2 separate regions of the Gossypium hirsutum genome follow, and region 2 is linked to region 1. The links are chromatin contacts, called in public Hi-C maps. All regions are on one chromosome and are shown on one strand. The core of a region is the stretch at or near the end of the contact, and the rest is flanking DNA. Distances in the headings are between cores, read along the strand shown. Region 1 has its middle 13 kb from the start of LOC107900352. Region 2 holds the start of LOC107901615 (PX domain-containing protein EREL1).

The links. Hi-C and Micro-C count contacts between places; a contact is called where the count stands out from the background.
Region 2: a Hi-C map of leaf shows a contact between it and region 1, with 2.2 times the contacts expected there. The contact joins the promoter of LOC107901615 here to the enhancer-like site in region 1. A contact is called at or near these places in 5 of 34 Hi-C or Micro-C datasets (callus, hypocotyl and leaf).

The regions. Positions count from the first base shown.
Region 1 is chrD06:23,495,054-23,498,781 of Gossypium_hirsutum_v2.1, forward strand. No RefSeq gene overlaps it. Among protein-coding and RNA genes, the nearest start is that of LOC107900352, 13 kb to the left of the region's middle. Within about 2 kb of position 2,003, at least 3 of the 9 cell types and tissues checked have an H3K27ac peak or open chromatin away from gene starts, as enhancers often do. A contact at or near this core is called in leaf, where this site is marked.
Region 2 is chrD06:23,583,890-23,587,617 of Gossypium_hirsutum_v2.1, forward strand. It overlaps LOC107901615 (PX domain-containing protein EREL1), which reads right to left and starts at 1,864. Exons shown (of 10, transcript XM_041095392.1): 1 at 1,603-1,864; 2 at 533-643; 3 at 107-205. The coding sequence starts at 1,695.

The DNA.
Region 1 (3,728 bases), core at 753-3,252:
CCCGAAACCTAACTTCTATAAGATGGGTTTCTAAGGTAATGGTCCTATCCCAACATGACATATGAAAAATATGTGTTATGAAACGCGTTATTGCATCCCTGCCCCCTCAAATCTACTTATAAACTTTAACGGTTTCACTTTTAAAACTTTAAACCCTAAACTTTAATTCTTAACAAAAACCTTAACCTTAAAAAATTGAAGGCCGAGCTAGGCGCACTTTCGTGCTTTCACACTTTCTCTCCAAAATCGGCCTATTTCCCTAAATTTCGAAAAAAATGGGCTAATATGCCAATTAAAAAAACAAAAATGGCACATTAGGCTTATTTAGCCAAGTCAATAAACTAATTCAACTCACAAATTGCCCATATATGGTCTATATAAGTAGGACTCAAACCTAAGATCTTGCTTTTCTCAAGACCTCAATCTTGCCATTGAATTGTGGTTGCAACTAAAAACTTGTAATATATACACTATATGTGATCATATTTGCCATGTATTTTAGAAATGGGTTAAAATTTACTTTTCATCCATGTACTACGTGTAACATGTTAATTAAATCATTAAACTTTAATTTCATTTTTAGTCCCTATAGTTTTAAAATTTTAGTCATGATTAAATTGTGGTTGCTAAATTCATCAAATTAATCTACTATTTCCAAAACTTGATGTGACAAGCATATTATCACATGTGTAGTGTCATATTAGCTTGTTATTTTTACATATTACTCATATAAAAGCCATTTAATGGATTTAATGGCTATTGCTTGCATCAAGGTTGAAAATTTGAAGTTTAAAAATTATAGGGACTAAGAATGATCCAGTTGGAGAATATTAACTAAATTTATAATTTTACGCATAGTATGAAACTAATTATAGAAATTAACCAAGTGGATTTAACAACTACTCTAAAGTATAATGACCAAAACTGATCAAATTAAAAAAGTACAATCGCTAAAATTTACCAAATAAAAGTATAAAGACTAAATACACGAGTTACATAGAGTGTAGGGACTAATAGAAGAAATTGACCTTTTTAAAATGCCCTTAATTTAAAATAAAAATCCTATAAAAAGTAGAATCTTGGTCTAGGGAGATTTTTGGTTCTTTCCTCGTTGTCTGTCTATCTGTATTGTCTGCTGGTACTTTGCAAGTTGTTAATGAAAAGATAAGGTAAGTACGCAATGGAATCTGCAAACTATGGTTTTGGGATTAGGAATCCAAGGGTGACTTCACAATGTCAAAAAAACAAAGCTTTTGTTTGCTTTAAAATTCGCGATTCGCACGGTTGGCAAGAGCTTTTGGGTTCTTAACACACAATTATCATATGCAGGTTTGCATTTTAGAACTCTACAGTTAAGTTGTTTAGGAAATGGGTTAGATCTCGAGAAAAATAATTTTGGCCTGAGTCTAGTTTGAATTTGTAAAAATTAAAAAAAAATTGTTTTTTTTTTAATTTTTTTACTGTTTTGTTGCTATTTTCTTATTGTTTTATCATTATATTGCTATCATTTTACTATCATATTATTATTATTTGGATATTGTATAACTATTATTTTATTGTTAATTTTGATACTATTTTAGAGACGTTTGCTTGTTAAGTTGCACCTATCTTAATGTTATTTAAGTATACATATTTTTAATTTTTTTTAATATTTTGGAAATATTTATTTTAATATTTTTAATATTTTTGATGTATTATATATATTTTAAAAAATTTATATAAAAATTTAATACGGGCAGCCAGGCCGAATTCAAATTTTAACATTTTTAACTAAGTCGGATATGGACAAAATTTTAGATTCAATTTTCAAACTTGGGCTTAGTAAACGAGCCTAAAATTTTGGCTGAGCTCTACCCGAATCAGACCCAAAAACACCTATATTTTACGATCTTACTTTATATTTTAACCTGATTTGAACTAAACTAAAAATTTTAAAAAGAATTCAAGCGGACCTACCCAATGGATAAATCTAGAGTGGGCTCATCCTATGGACCCTAACTCCTATAAGTTAATTTCCATCGCATTATCTAGGCACTATCACCTTTCCCGTTTTAAAGTCCAATTCATTGGGCCTGGCTTTTTATGTAATTCTGTTTAATAACTCTAACATTAATTTAAGGCGAGTTTAACGCTACTGTCAGAAAAAGCTTGGCTCGATAATAATATGTTTAAAACGTATGAAAAAACAATAATTTGGAAAACTTTCAATTATTTAGTATATTAGGATAAATTTTAAAATTATATATTAATTTTAATTTAATATGCAACTTTATATATAAAATTTTAATTTGATTTAAAATTCATAAACTATTAATACAATTGTTGGTATAACATTTTTTTATATTTATATATTGTATACACAAATAATTATATTTTTAAAATATGTATGCTTAAATCAAAATTAATATTTCATATATACATTTGAACCACAAATAAAGTTTTATGTGTATAATTATACTAAATTAAAATTCATGTATCAAAGTGTACACTTTATATGTAATTTTAAAATAAAAAAGTGAGAATAATAAAATCGTTTCATCTAAAATCTAATTTCCAAAAGCTGTAAGCATAATTTTCTTTTTTATCTTTTCAGCTTGATTTGTCGAACCATAATTTTAAGGGAAAATACGAAAATGCTGTACTCATTTAATATTACTGTGAAAAAAACAAAATTTAACCTCAATAGTTATGCCAACAATCATATTTTGTCCGAGATGATCTCGAAGGGATTATTATTTTGAAGTTACTATTATTATACTAATATTATTTTTAATTATTATATTTTTAGCTTAAAAAAAGTTATTATATTTTAAAAGAGAGAGAAGAAATAGATATTATCGAAAGAGATAAGAAAAGTTTAGGGGGAAAAGAGACTTTGAGAAAGATCTACAAGGAAGGAGAGAATTGGGAGAAGTGGAGCATGACCATTAGAAGCTAAAGTAGAGGAAAGCAAAAGAGAAAGAGATGGGGTTTTGGTAAAAGCCCTTCATGCATTACAACTTTGATCACTTTCACTTTCTTACACTTCTAATCTCACCATAAGTTCCAACACCCACTACTTGAACTTTCATCATCCCTCAACCCTCTCAGTTCACCACCTACAAGCAAAATCTGAAAAAGAGGATAAAAGCAGTACCCATGATTATGAAGTAGGACTTGCTATCGAAAATTTTGAAGTTTAGTTCTCTCGTCACTCCAAGTTTTCAACCCAAAACTTTTGGATCTTTGATACCCCATTTATCGTGGTATTTACATGTACATATGTTCCTCTCATGGCACCTCGGTTTTTACATATATCTCTGTGTATAGATATATCCATGTGTTTCTACATATATCTGTGCAATTATGTAATTAAATTATGTGTGGTTTGAAGGTGCATATCATATGTATTTGATATGTATTTGTAATTATATGTTAGATGTGTATAGTCGTGTTTTATATGTGACTTGAAATCATTTCTCCTATCCTAAGTGTGTGTAATTATGTAGACTATGTGTCTCTCGTAGCATCTTGTATGTGTGCATTGAGTTGTGTTGTTCTCATTGTTCGAGTGGTTACTTATTTGAGATTAATCCTCATGAAAATCATTAAGCAATTTTAAAATATATAAATTTCATTTATTTTTTAAAAGATGTTTTTGGAATCTTTAGAATGTCTCAGATTAGTTAATTTTTAAACAAATAAATACATTTCTTTTAGTTTATTAAAACTGGTCTTTTAAATCCTCA
Region 2 (3,728 bases), core at 614-3,113, 89 kb after region 1:
TGTTTCCACAGTAATGCTCAAGTGATATGTCATAATGACAGTTTTGTAACATACACTCTAAATGATGGACTTCTTGGTTCAACATAAAGAAAATGGCAGGACTTACTTCATTGAATAGCTTCAAAAAATCATTAAATCTTCTCAATACTCCAAGTGTAGTTGTAATACCATCTGGTGATTGTACCCCCACATGTACCCTGTAAAACTGGCACCTAAGAATGTTATTTGAGAACCAAGGCATATATATAGTGACTAAAATGTTAAAACATTTACATGATTGATGATTATCACAGAATCACAATGTGTCTGTTAAAAAATTGAAAGGAAGACCAAAGAGTATTAGATTTACATCACATGGACCCATTTAGATGTGGAAAGTTTTTTCTGAACCCTAATCTACAATCATAGCCTAAGTGTTATAAAGTTAAAGATGAGAACAAAATTTGTGTTGTTAAAGATAACTTGAAATATCACTAAGTCACAACAAGACAGTGAGATACAATCTACCATAGACATATATATTAGTGATTACCACTACAGGATCTGAATCTCTTGATTTTGGAAGGACAACCCACGAAGGTATTGTAACACAGTAACTCCATCCAGTTCGAGGATCATGTGGCCAAACAGTTTCTCTCCCATTCTGCATGTATATGTAAATTGAATAAGCGCTAAAACCAAAATTCAATTATAAGTTTCCAGACAGCCAAAAAGGTTCTACTAATAAAATAGCAACATGAATGAAGAACATCAAAATCCATTCCTTCCTAAGTTAAAAGAAAGATAGTATTCAGAATACCAATCTATGTCAAGATTAAAGTATAGCTCATCCCTTACTTTTAGATGTCTAGATTCTTGATAGAATTCTCCTATCACTGTCCTTATGAAAAATACTACAACTAAAATTTCAGCAGCAAATGCTTAAGAACCATAGGAACTTTGTAAATGCTCAAAACCAGCTTATGAGGACTTATACTGACAAGCGAAGCAAACATAAAATTCTAAATTTACTATATTAATGCATTTAAAAACTGGTTAAGAGGTATTTTATTTAAAAGTCTTTTTCAATTGAGATTAAGATAGCTACATCAGTTAATGAAACAATCTAGCAATCAAGTCCAATCTCATCATTGCAAAATCTATAGTCTGTTTTTTGGGTCTTGATCCACCGTAAAACTCCCTATAAGCATTAATTATGGATCAAAATTCTATAATTTCTATGAACTAAACTCTTCAATCGCAAAATCTGAGTGCCAATTCGAATTCCAAGGTAACTTCAAATAAAATCAACGAAAAGAGAGTAAATTGTCGGAAAGCTGACCAATTTACGAGGGAATGCACTCTTTTTTTTTTTTCAATTGAGATTAAGATTACGTAAGTTACTGAAACAATCTAGCAATCAAGTCCAATCTCATAATTGAAAAATATCCAGTCTTTTTTTCTTTTAGTCTTGATCGACCATAAAACTCACTCTAAACACTAAATTATTGTTCAAAATTCTAGAATTTCATGAACTAAAAACTCTTCAACAACAGAATCTAAGTGCCGATTCGAATTCCAAACTAATTTAAAATGAAATGGTAAATTTGTAAGGAAGCTGACCCATTTACGAGGGGGCGGACTCCAATCCATCCCGAGAGGCAGTGGCGAAGTCCCATCGTGCCTGTGCTTCGGTGGACTCCGTCTCTGCATCATCTATTTCTCCTTTTTATTTACTACGAAACTACGCCGATCTCTGTCTAAGAATCGAAATTGAACATTAAAATCGATTGCAAAGAGCTTTTAGGGTTTATTGATCGGATCGGGGGGAAAAAGTAGACAACTGTACCAAAGCGTCACGCAGGTGTTTAGACGTAGGAATTTCAATTATTTGGCCTTTTTCTCTTTTACTATTATTGATTAGATTTAATTATTCCCCAGTCCCTGTACTCTTTAAACTTTTAAAATATAATCCTTTTAGGAATTTAGTACCTGATTAAAATATGTTTCAAGTCTTTGAACTCTTTATATTTCTAAGAATTTAATCTTTCAACCTTTTCAGATTTCAAAATTTATGTTTAAATTGTTTACCTTACTGAAACTTTTTAGTTAAATTCATTGATATGATATTTTGAAATAAAAATACATTCTTGAGAGTCAAGTAACAAAAAGAAATAACGTTATAATAAATATGTATTTAACAGAATAATTTTAATAATTAAATTTACATTATTAAATCAAAAAATAGAAAAATTAAATTACTTAAAATAAAAATAAAAGAATTAAATTTCAAATATACAAAAAAGTGAAAAAAGCGTATATTTTAACTTTAATTTCTCTACTTTGAATTTTCAAATTAGACATGTATTTAAAATTTTGTGAATAAAAATAAATTAAATTTCAAAAATTTAAAATATATAGACTGATTATAAATTAAATTCTGCTAATTATTATTGATAATTTCGGAATTTGACAAAAAGATGCGTGCATTTTAAGATGGGAGAAGTGGGCTTGGGGGTTGGAGCCTGCTCCGGGATGATTGCCTTATCTGCTTGTACGGGTATAATGGAGTAGAGCCAACCTCGAATTCAGAGTTTGAAGTTTATATTTTGCTCAATTAAATTTATTTATAATTTTCGTACACAAAGCTGGTGGCTTATTTAACAAAAAAAATCTGAAAATAAATTGAGAAACTATGCTGACGATTTAGGCTGTTTTTATTCTTTCTCCTGCAAACCAGATTTATAGGGCGTGTTTTCATTTTAACGGTAATTCTATCGGGTTTATTACTAAAAAAAGCCCTTTTTTTTAAATTTACCGAAATAGGCCACTTTTCTAATTATTTATCGGAATGGGTCATTTTTCGCGAAATCACGTCCACGTCAGCGCGATGTCAGGGTACGTGCAGGAAATCGCGTCCACGTCAGCGCGATTTGCTGACGTGGAAGGAAATCGCTTCCTCTAGGACGCGATTTGCTGACGTGGCATGAACAATGTGTTTTTAGCTTGGAAAACTTTGAAAGGCCATAACTTTTGGCTCGGTTGTCTGATTGAGACGAATTTTTTTGATTTCGAATAAATTTTCGAGATCTACGCGCTGATAAACCATCGAAGGCGGTTTGCCGACGTTTTCGTCGAAAAAGATCCTCTTTTGCCCCTCAATTTTGATTTTTTCGGTTTAAAATTGAATTTTGAAACATTCAAATCGTTATTTTTCTCATTTATTTGAAGTAAACACCGGATATTTTTTTACAGAATTGTCTTATATCATCCTGTTATAGGTATAAGTCAGCTCATTCCACTTTTGAGAAGTTCCCTAAAATTTTCCATTTTATTCAATTTAGTCCCTAAAGCCTAAATAGTCATATTTTCAAATCTAAGCTTCATTTTTCAATTCAAATTCAATTTCATCCTTCCATAACATTCAAATATTCTTAAATACAAAAATTTCGTGCTAATTTTGAAATAATTACACTTTAGTCCCTATACTCGTAACTAACAAATTATACTTTACAAATTAGTCCCTATTCATCTCTAAGAAGTTTTCCAGCACGTAGATCTCGAAAATTTATTCGAAATAAAAAAAAATTTGTCTCAATCGGACAACCGAGCCAAAAGTTATGGCCTTTCAAAGTTTTCCAAGCTAAAAACACACTGTTCATGCCACGTCAGCAAATCGCGTCCTAGAGGGAGCGATTTCTTTCCACGTCAGCAAATCGCGCTGACGTGGATGCGATTTCCTGCGCGTA